Regions from separate parts of the Mus musculus genome. Here region 1 is linked to region 2. A link is a contact called in public HiChIP or PLAC-seq data. All regions are on one chromosome and are shown on one strand. Each heading gives the region's core, a stretch centred on a gene start, on an enhancer-like site or on the middle of the called end of the contact. The rest is flanking DNA. Distances are from core to core; before and after follow the strand shown.

The links. HiChIP or PLAC-seq counts read pairs in DNA pulled down with a chosen protein or histone mark.
Region 1: a contact with region 2 is called in a CTCF HiChIP or PLAC-seq map of the NIH/3T3 cell line, with 15 read pairs. The contact joins two enhancer-like sites. A contact is called at or near these places in 1 of 39 promoter capture datasets (embryonic stem cells), 1 of 15 datasets of contacts at CTCF or cohesin (the NIH/3T3 cell line), 2 of 484 Hi-C or Micro-C datasets (muscle stem cells and nephron progenitors), 4 of 115 datasets of contacts at active chromatin or transcription factors (the NIH/3T3 cell line, cardiomyocytes, heart atrium and 1 more) and 1 of 9 other capture datasets (adipose tissue).

The regions. Positions count from the first base shown.
Region 1 is chr3:151,429,555-151,434,895 of GRCm38.p6, forward strand. No RefSeq gene overlaps it. Among named protein-coding and RNA genes, the nearest start is that of Adgrl4, 5.7 kb to the right of the region's middle. Within about 2 kb of position 2,122, at least 24 of the 459 cell types and tissues checked have an H3K27ac peak or open chromatin away from gene starts, as enhancers often do. A contact at or near this core is called in the NIH/3T3 cell line and muscle stem cells, where this site is marked.
Region 2 is chr3:151,348,407-151,353,263 of GRCm38.p6, forward strand. No RefSeq gene overlaps it. Among named protein-coding and RNA genes, the nearest start is that of 4930555A03Rik, 57 kb to the left of the region's middle. Within about 2 kb of position 3,540, at least 42 of the 459 cell types and tissues checked have an H3K27ac peak or open chromatin away from gene starts, as enhancers often do. A contact at or near this core is called in the NIH/3T3 cell line and muscle stem cells, where this site is marked.

The DNA of each region.
Region 1 (5,341 bases), core at 872-3,371, 80 kb after region 2:
TTTCCTTAACTTCAAGCAAAACAACTTTTATGCTAAAAGATACAGGGTTTTGGGGAAGCAAGAGGAGATATGTTGCTAATGACAGAATCCTGAGGTTGAAATAAAATCAATAATAAATCTGGCTAGTAATAATATATTAGTATTTCTGTAGGAGCATTAGTGAGTTACTTAATAGAAACTAGAAAACACTAAACTAGTATTTATATAGGTTTTTTAAGGATATGAAGTTTTATAAATATTAATTATAGCAGGATGTAATGATTATCTTCTAATTCAATTAGACAAAATGATATACACACTCTAAATGGATTCTCAACCTTAGGCTTAAGGGTCAATTATGCGAGCAGTAATTAGCTTACTTTGGTTTTCAATAATTAAATTCATTGCTAACTATCAATGTAAGTTAGAAATCTTTCTGTTTTAAAATTATGCATTTTATTAAGACTGGTTCATAAGTATCTAGATTCTACATAAGAAAGAAAGAAAGAAAGAAAGAAAGAAAGAAAGAAAGAAAGAAAGAAAGAAAGAAAGAAAGGAAGGAAGGAAGGAAGGAAGGAAGGAAGGAAGGAAGAGATAGCGAGAAAGGAAGAAAGAGAGGAAGGAAGAGAGAGAGAGAGAGAGAGAGAGAGAGAGAGAGAGAGAGAGAGAGAGAGAAAGACTCTTAGAAGTGAGGATATAATTTAGTAGGAGAGTCTTTGAATGATATGAGAAAGCCTCCAATGGAACAGAAGCGGAACCCTCATATAAGTAAAGAATTTCAAAAGTTCTGCCTGAAGCAATCATATTTAGCCACAAAAATAATGGTTTGCTTCCTCCTTACCACCGGCTGTATCTTAAGTAATTTTACTTACTTTTCTCAAACAAGATTCAGTTGAAAAATATGATTTTTAGCATTTTTAAAAGATTTTCACCTGGTGGTGATGGTGCAAGCCTTTATCCCAGCACTTGGGAGGCAGAGGCAGGCAGATTTCTGAGTTCGAGGCCAACCTGGTCTACAGAGTGAGTTCCAGGACAGCCAGAGCTACACAGAGAAACCCTGTCTTGAAAAAATAAATAAATAAAAAGTAAAAAGGTGCAGTTTTCAGCTGTGTTTGTGCCTGTCCCCCAACCCCACAATTCATTTGTGGAAAGCTCTTGGAAATGCTCCCAGGTCCTAAAAGCATCCTTGTGGATGAGGGAATACAACACTGTTAGCCATACAGGAAGGAAGCATAAAAGCAGTGACAACAACTGCACCTTGTGTGACCAAGATCAAGATGGAGAGTGAGAGGCAAGAGTAATGAATGGTTACCCACTGTAACTAAATAAGAGACCGTAGAGATGTGATACAAGTGGTTTGTAAAATAATGTTAAACATAAACCAATAAAATAAAGCTACCTGATAGCCTCTTATTGGTGATGCTAATTTATGAGTTATCTGCCCAAAATGCCATATGATATTGGGACTTTTGAAAGATGAGATGATGACCTTCAAATTTGTCCAATCACTTCATTAGGCGTAAACATGTATTTGCAACCAATGAAGCATCTTAGTACTGTTTATGATTATTTATAGTGTACACTGAGAAATGCTGAAAATTAAGAACCTGATACCCATTATTTAAAAAAAAAACTAAAAAATAAGATAGAATACAAAAGATGATCAGTTAATGCAACTTAGACTTTCAAAGAATTTTCTCCTTCTTAAGCCAATATCCCTTCCCAGAGGTTATTAATAAAACATGTTGTAGACGGAAATTAAATCTTAGCCAAGTTTAAAGGTGTGTGACAAAGTAGAGAAAGCCTAAAACTCTAATTCCCAATGTGCTTGGAAGTTACAACAGATGCTATCAGGGGCTCTAGACCATGGTTGTATCATTCATTTGCTCATCACCAACAATGGATGTGACTTGCTCTTACTAATCAGTTATAATTTTCCTGAAATAAATGAGCAATTGTGACAAATTTTCACAAGATAAAATAAACTGGCAGTTGAAAAACCCAAAGGTAGATCAAGTTTAATCTAAAGTATACTGCACTGCAAAACTAAAGAAATGGTTTAAATTACTAATGTGTCCTGATGGCGTTGGTAACCTCTAGAGATATTACTCAGAGCAATGGGATGAGCCAGAGCAATCAACTATGAATGAATCAGCACTATGACATGTGGAACGCAGAGTTAAAATGTGTAGCACTATTAAATAGAAAGCTATCTCACCACAGTGTCTGTTTTAGAAGTGCTGCCCTCTGGAAAGATGAGTTCAGCTGAATATTTGTATGACATGAACAAGGTCCAAACAAAGGAAGATAAATTAATGAAACAATTTGGAAGTCTGATAAAAGGCAAATAATTAGCATAGATTCTTTCTTCCTCTCCCTCTCTCCTCCTCCCTCCCTTTCATTGCTCTGTCTCTTGCCTCCCTCCTCCAGCCCCTCTTTTCCCACTGCCTTTTTCTACCTTCCTTTCTTTATCCATAAGAAAAAGGCACTATTCCTAAGTTTGGGTGGAACCTTAAGGGAGAACTAGCCATGTAGAATAGAAACATGTAAACTGTTACTCAGAATAATGGAAAGGTGTAGTGATTTTTCTGAAGGTCACCGAACAATGGAGTGACCAGCCGGGGAAGAAACTCTGGTCCCCACCCTTACGTGCAACACTGAAGTCTCCACTACTGAACAAGTACAGTCTATTGGGAAAACCTGTTTTCTCATCCACTACTGTATTTTCCAATGGGCCCACTCCTACTCTGCGTTTACTTGAGTGCTGTTGTCAGAATTCTTGTTTTCACTTGTGAACAAGGAGATGTTGATTAGCTGAGATGTCACCTAAGTCCTATTCTTGATATATTTACAAAGATACAATATATTGCAGTCTATAAAGACACAGGTTTTGAAAATTGTATGCAGTGCCTAGTTCTGGACATTGAAATATCTTCTGATTCCTCCATTCTTAAATTAACTAGGAGACACAGTGGAAAGCACCCCTCCACATCCCATTTGGGAACTAGGAATTTCTGTTCACATAACTAAGTTTAGGTGTGATGTTTGTTCCTTTTGTTTTGTTTTGTTGATGATGATGATGATGCTTTAATTAGTTGTGGAAAAAAATAGCCTATGCAGTTCCAGTGGCACTGAAGACACCTGAGGCAAGAATTTCTAGCTAATCTTCTAAATCAAAACACAAAACATCATTTTGAACAAATTTCACTACATATTATTGTATAAATGCATCCACTTATTGAGGCAGTCAGTGAAAGCCACTGTTTCTGCTATCCTTGTTGCTCTGACACAACAGCATCTCACCAGGCTAGCCTGGAACTCACTATGCAGGCAGGGCACAAGCCTAGAACGCCCAGCAATATTTCTGCTTCAGCCTTCAGCCTCCCAAGTGCAGCAGCATCTATCAATCAGCCATTGTTTAGTTACATAATGACCATGGTGATTTCATGTATGAAAGAATTAACTACAGACCTATACCCATGACCTTTGTGTTCTAAGAAACTTCGTTAACTCAGCTATTAAAAAAAATGAATTTATGAAATTCCTAGGCAAATGGATGGACCTGGAGGGCATCATCCTGAGTGGGGTAACCCAATCACAAAGGAACTCGCACAATATGTACTCACTGATAAGTGGATATTAGCCCAGAAACTTAGGATACCCAAGATATAAGATACAACTTGCTAAACGCATGAAATTCAAGAAGAAGGAAGACCAAAGTGTGGACACTTTACCCCTTCCTAGAAATGGGAACAAAACACCCATGGAAGGAGTTACAGAGACAAAATTTGGAGCTGTGACAAAAAGATGGACCATCTAGTGATTGCCATATGCAGGGATCCATCCCATAATCAGCTTCCAAACGCTGACACCATTGCACACACTAGCAAAATTTTGCTGAACTGACCCAGATATAGCTGTCTCTTGTGAGACTATGCCGGAGCCTAGCAAACACAGAAGTGGATGATCACAGTCAGCTATTGGATGGGTCACACGGCCCCCAATGCAGGAGCTATCTCAAAAGCCCCCCATACCCACCCCCCATTCCCCTACCCACCCACTCCCACTTTTTGGCCCTGGCGTTCCCCTGTATTGGGGCATATAAAGTTTGCAATTCCAATGGGCCTCTCTTTCCAGTGATGGCTGAATAGGCCATCTTTTGATACATATGCAGCTAGAGACACGACCGGGAGGTACTGGTTAGTTCATAGTGTTGTTCCACCTATTGGGTTGCAGATCCCTTTAGCTCCTTGGGTACTTTCTCTAGCTCCTCCATTGGGGGTCCTGTGATCCATCCAATAGCTGACTGTGAGCATTCACTTCTGTGTTTACTAGGCCCCTGCATAGTCTCACAAGAGACAGCTATATCAGGGTCCTTTCAGCAAAATCTTGCAAGTGTATGCAATGGTGTCAGCGTTTGGAGGCTGATTATGGGATGGATCCATGGATATGGCAGTTTCTAGATGGTCCATCCTTTTGTCTCAGCTCCAAACTTTGTCTCTGTAACTCCTTCCATGGGTTTTTTGTTCCCAATCACCAGATTTACACTAAGGAAAAAGTCTAAGGAAGGCGTGAGAAGGGGCATAGAATCCCTATGTGGGAATATAGTATCCCTGTGTGGGAACATGGTATCCCTATGTGGGAACTATAAACATGGCTCTGGGGAATGTCTTCATACTCACTGTATACTAATGCCCCGCGTTTAGGTGTGTTGAATGTTGCAAGTAGGATGTTGGTATGCCTTGTGTACCACATTGTGTTACACATAGTCCTCTGTCAGGTGCATGTTGCTGCTCCCATGTAGTGGGACAATTAAGTATCCGTAATACTTTTACCAGAGTCCACTCAGTATGAAGTCAACTGCTAAGCCTAGACTTTCACTGCAAAAACCTTCCAATGTAAAATCTGCCCTTCCCAAGAACGTCTCAAAGCTCTCCCGTTAGTTTTGGCTCTTAGAAACTGAACTAACAAAGTCCTCACATTTTGTCATAGAATGCACCAATGCACAAAAGCACAATCAGACAGGAAGCTTATAACTGGCTTCTTTCCACATGCTATACTTTAAGCAAAGTGAAGACTTAGGTGATTGCTGTCTGCAAAACTTAAACACGAGGCTGGAGAGATTGCTCTGAACTTAAGAACAAATACTGCTCTTGCAGAGGACTGAGGTTCAGTTCCCAGAACCTAGCATAGGCAGCTCACAATTGCCTGTAACTCCAGCTACCTAGCAATCAGGTACCTCATTTTGCATCAGGCCACCTCTTCTGGAATTCATTCACACACACACACACACATACACACACACACACAATTCCTTTGTAATTGCTGCTCCTAAAATGCTTCCCTTCAATGACACAATATT
Region 2 (4,857 bases), core at 2,290-4,789:
ACGGATACAATGGAAGTCATCTGATAGGAGCACATTGCATTTTCCTAGAGCTTTTACCCATGTACCTCACTTTTCCCACATCACGTGACATAACAGTCCTTATTCCCATCTACGACAACCACTCGTATTCAATTTATTTCTGCATTTTCTACTCATTTGTTCACTTGCCTCACACATATTTGCTGCGTATGTTGTTCTATTCTACGTGAGGCAACAAATGACTAAAATATAGCTGACTTCCTAAGCTTACCTGAGAGGCTAAGCGGAGAAAAAGAAGAAATACACGGTGAGTGATTTTTAATATTATGATCCCGACTCTTTTTAATTTTTCCAAGGATTTTATTTCTATAATACATCTTATTCTTTTTCCCTATCATCCTCACTATGTATCAGATAATTTGTTTTCAGCCAATAAGCCCTCTTCATTTCAATCTAAAAACAGTATCAGTTCCAGTACCAGGGAGTAAAGCTAAGGTTTTAAACATGGAAGACAACCCCTCTACCATCGTGTCACTTCCTAACTACCCTCGCCTCTACCAATAAGCTTTATACACTCAAATTCTCTTTCTCTACCGCCACATCCTCTGCCCTTCCTTAGAGATGGCTTTGGGGACTTGTCAGTTATATTTGCTTACTACATTCAACTAAGTGACATCATGAAACTGCTGGTAGCTGGGAGATGTCACAGCCAAGAAATGAATGAAATGAATGGATAATCAGTCACCTTATGGTCCTCTCAACACAGCCTTGAAGACAGCTCACCAGTGTTTCCCCTTTTGAAATATTTTATTCACTAGGCTTATGAAATACAAATATGTTTCTTCTCAGGGGATAGCAGCTCAGATTAAATATAGGAGGACATTTAATTTATATGAACCTATCTTTAGCAGTAATCAACTCAATATATGTCTATATTATGTACGTATATAGCAAGCATTTGAAAATAGTCCATAGCTCTATACGGAGAAGAAGGTTTTTGATACAATAAAAAGTAATATTAAGGAGTTGTGAAGGAAGGGCTAAAGTCTTTATCATAAGTGGTATAGTCCAAAGAAGAAGGTGAAACCGTTTTATGTAAATGAAATGACTGCCAACTCAAGATCAATGGTTTCTACAAAGTTTTTGGTGAATGAAACAGAAGTCCACAGTTGCAGACTGCAAGTATTTCTGTGAAATGAACAAAAATTGTTCTTGCTTCAGCAGATCTCTGCGATTGAGTTCATAGAAAGGGAACGCTCTCACAATCGAAATAGTAATGGGCTGTATCGATAACTGAAAGCAGCACAAATTGAGTGCCAACCATACGAGAAGAAAGCGCCCCCAGTTCACCGAGTCAATAAAGATCACAGCGCTCCTATCATGCTTGGATTGCAGTTATTAATCACACTACCCACTAACAGCAGCTGATGATGGATAATCACCCATGCTATGGTGTCAGGTCTGTCGAGAACCAGGCAGACTTCGGACACATATTTGAGACCCAACAGATTGTCAGAATCCACAGTTCTGTACATGCTCAAATCAGTTGCTTTATTGTTATTGAATGCATCAAGAGGAAAAACGACAGAAGAACACTCCTTTAGATTTCTTGGATTGTTTTGAAATTCAGGTGAATTTGTGACACATTGATCATGAACATGAAAGTTATTAGAAGCAATTGTTCCATAATAAAAATTGAGTGCTTGTAACGTGATTATGGCGCAAACATCTGCCACTCATGCAGACAGCATTCTGTAAACCCATCAGCCTAACTGTTTTCCCTTCTGATTGTATCAGGATAGCTTGCGGCATGACAGTGATTTGAGTGGCAGGCACCTACCCAGGTGTGCAGTGTTGCATGCTCAAGTTTTGTTTGTGGGAATCATCCCTCCTTGAAAAATGTAAATTTTTAAAGTTTTTTTCTATTGGAAAAAAAAGGCATATAAGGGATCCTCTTACCTTGCTACCTTTTCTCCTTAAAAAGTTCAGGTTTTTATAGTTCCCCGCTTCCATAAATATTTTACTAACTTTTTAAATTGACTTTTTGGTTTTGTAATGAGAAATACCATGAATTATTTAAAAACCCCAGACAGGAGAAATATATGTATGTGCATAGAGAGATAACAATATATAGATATATACACCGTGTAGTACAATAGAGAAAGACAATATTCCAAAATAATGAAAGCGTTCAGTATATGTTTAAACAAGGTTAACAATCTCATACTTACCTTTACAGAACATCCAAAGTTATCTTCAATTTTTTAAGTTTTTTTTTTTCATGGCAGGTTTAATATCTGTCATATGGAATTGCAGGGAGGCGTGTGCTGTGAAATCCTCATTGAGCAAGTTAACATGTCAGATTGGAGGGGACTCGTGAGGCCATCTAGGAGCATGGAATTCCCTTCCTGATATGCCTCCTGACAAAAATCTACCCAGTGTGTTTGTAAGTCATTGTTCCATGCTAGAAAGAAAAAAAAAAAAAAAAAACATATTTTAGAACAAAGCCAGCCTAACCTGCATATACTTCCACAGAAATAAACCACACAATAAAAGTTATCTTAGAGCTGGGCATAGCAGTGCAAGCTTTTAATCCCAGCACTCAGGAGGCAGAGGCAGGCAGATTTCTGAGTTCAAGGCCAGCCTGGTCTACAGAGTGAGTTCCAGGACAGCCAGGGCTACACAGAGAAACCCTGTCTCGAGAAAAAAAAAGAAAAGAAAAAAGTAAAGAAAGTAAAAATTATGTAAAATAATGTATTGGTTTTCTGGCATAACTAATTACTTCAGTTGTTCTTAGAAAGTTTATACTGAAATATGCTAATAAACATGAACACTTCTGTTAACAAAATAATTATAATGTCGCCTATACACTGAGATCACTTTGATCAAAGCATGACAGTTTCCATCTTTGTTAAGACTGAAGAAAACAATCAAACAGAACTGAGAAAGAGAGGAAGCACAGTCTGGGTCACCACTCCTTCCTTCCCATGTTCTTTCTCCTTACATGCATGTGATCACGGGATGGGGTCATGGACCAGACTCTGAAAACAGCTATGGACCTTTATGTAGCTTGGGCAGACTCTGGTCCCTTCCTAATCAGCTCATCCTCTCTCTTCAATTGTATCACTGTTGAAGCTGGTTTCATACATTGTGTGTTTATTCGTCAAGCAGAAAATTGACTGAGGAAGAAAGAGAATTCTTCAAAAGAAGAAAACAATGAACAGTGACTCCCATAGGCTTGGGCCAGAGCTTAGCTAAGGAAGAAACCAGATTCCTTTTCTCCTTTTTTTTTGTTTTTTGGGTTTTTGTTTTGTTTTGTTCTCTTTTCAGTCAAATAGCCTCAAAGACAAGTTGGCCCTCATGATCAAATGTTTGTCTTTGAATAGTTGGCTGGCATCCTCTGAATCAAGTCGTTAATCAGAGGAATGTTCCAGTGGCTCTCCTCAATGTTTAGCACTAAGAGGACAGGAATCTAGACTCCAATCCAACTCTGTTATTCTTCTGTTTATACTGAGAGGACGTGAGTAATGCCCATTCTTCAGATTCAAGATTCCATTGTTTGAACAATGAAGACGAAAACATCCAGGGAGTTCACTACAGTTCCTACTGACTCATATCTTTTACAGTGTCTCTCAGACAAACCTTTTTAAGCTTTTTTTGACAAAAGGCAAATAAAACCTTTTATCCACTTTGAGCTAGGAAGAGTTGAGATACAATTGGGTTAAGAATTGTCCTTTGCCAATCTTAGGTCATAAAAGAAAACTAGATGTGTTATATGTTTTAAGAAAAATTACATTCCTTTCTAGACTGCAGTTCATAAGTGAAAGAAAGACATTCTTAAACACTCGATCATTCACAGTCTTAATATATTTGTAATTGGGCTGGAGAGACAACACAATGGCTCAGAGCTGGTGCTGTTCTTGCAGAGGAGATATTCAATTTAGTGCTAAGCACCCGTGTCAGGCTCACACAGTCATCTGGAATTCCAGCTCTAAGGCCTCCTGACGACTCTGGACTCTGCTGAAAACTACTTACTTCTGAATAGCTGGTGTACAATAGATTCTTAATTAATATTTGATGGATAGATTGATAATTTACTTGGACTTGGGTCCTAAGTTCTTCTTGAGTATGGGTTGCAAACTGTTGTTGCTGTTATGGTTGTTGTTTTTGTTGTTGTTGTGTTATTGTTGTGTTGTTTTGTTTTTCATATGAGTCATATTTTTTTCATATGTGTCTTTACAGACACATTCTTGATATTTCAGTTATCCTGAGTACACTGTAGAAATCTATAAAAAATGCATCATTTACTATACTTTTTTAGTTATCTGTTCTGTGATGATAGAAACTCAAGTAGACCATCTTTGTGTGGATGAGGTTGAAGTGTGGACTAAAAGGATGAGGATAACACGAGAGGTCTGAGAATGATGCAGGTTACAATATGGCCCTCCCTGTCAATGTATAGTAATTGATTCTGGAGCTTTGCCAAGTCTTCATGTCCTACAAACTCATAAATACATAACCAAGAAGAAGCTGACTTCCTAAGTCTAACAAATCCCTCCAATGTAAAGCTACGTACAGTTTTCAGCACACTGTACTGTATTCAACCATTCCCTTACACAGACAGGTAGCTCTTGCTCTTTGTGCTAAGTCCCTGAAGTGCTTTTTGGAGATTTTTTTTTTTTTTTTTTTACTTCTGCTGAATAAGAATCAGGAAAAGTGGAAGTCTCCAGTTCTCAACTAGCCACATAAAGATCGTTTTCCATGCAGCTACCAATTAAAGCTTCCAACTACCTAAGCTTGTTCCTGGCTCAGTGACATACAATTTGGTTCAATACTAGTCTATCAGATGGAGTCTCATTACACAGCTCTCATTTTTCT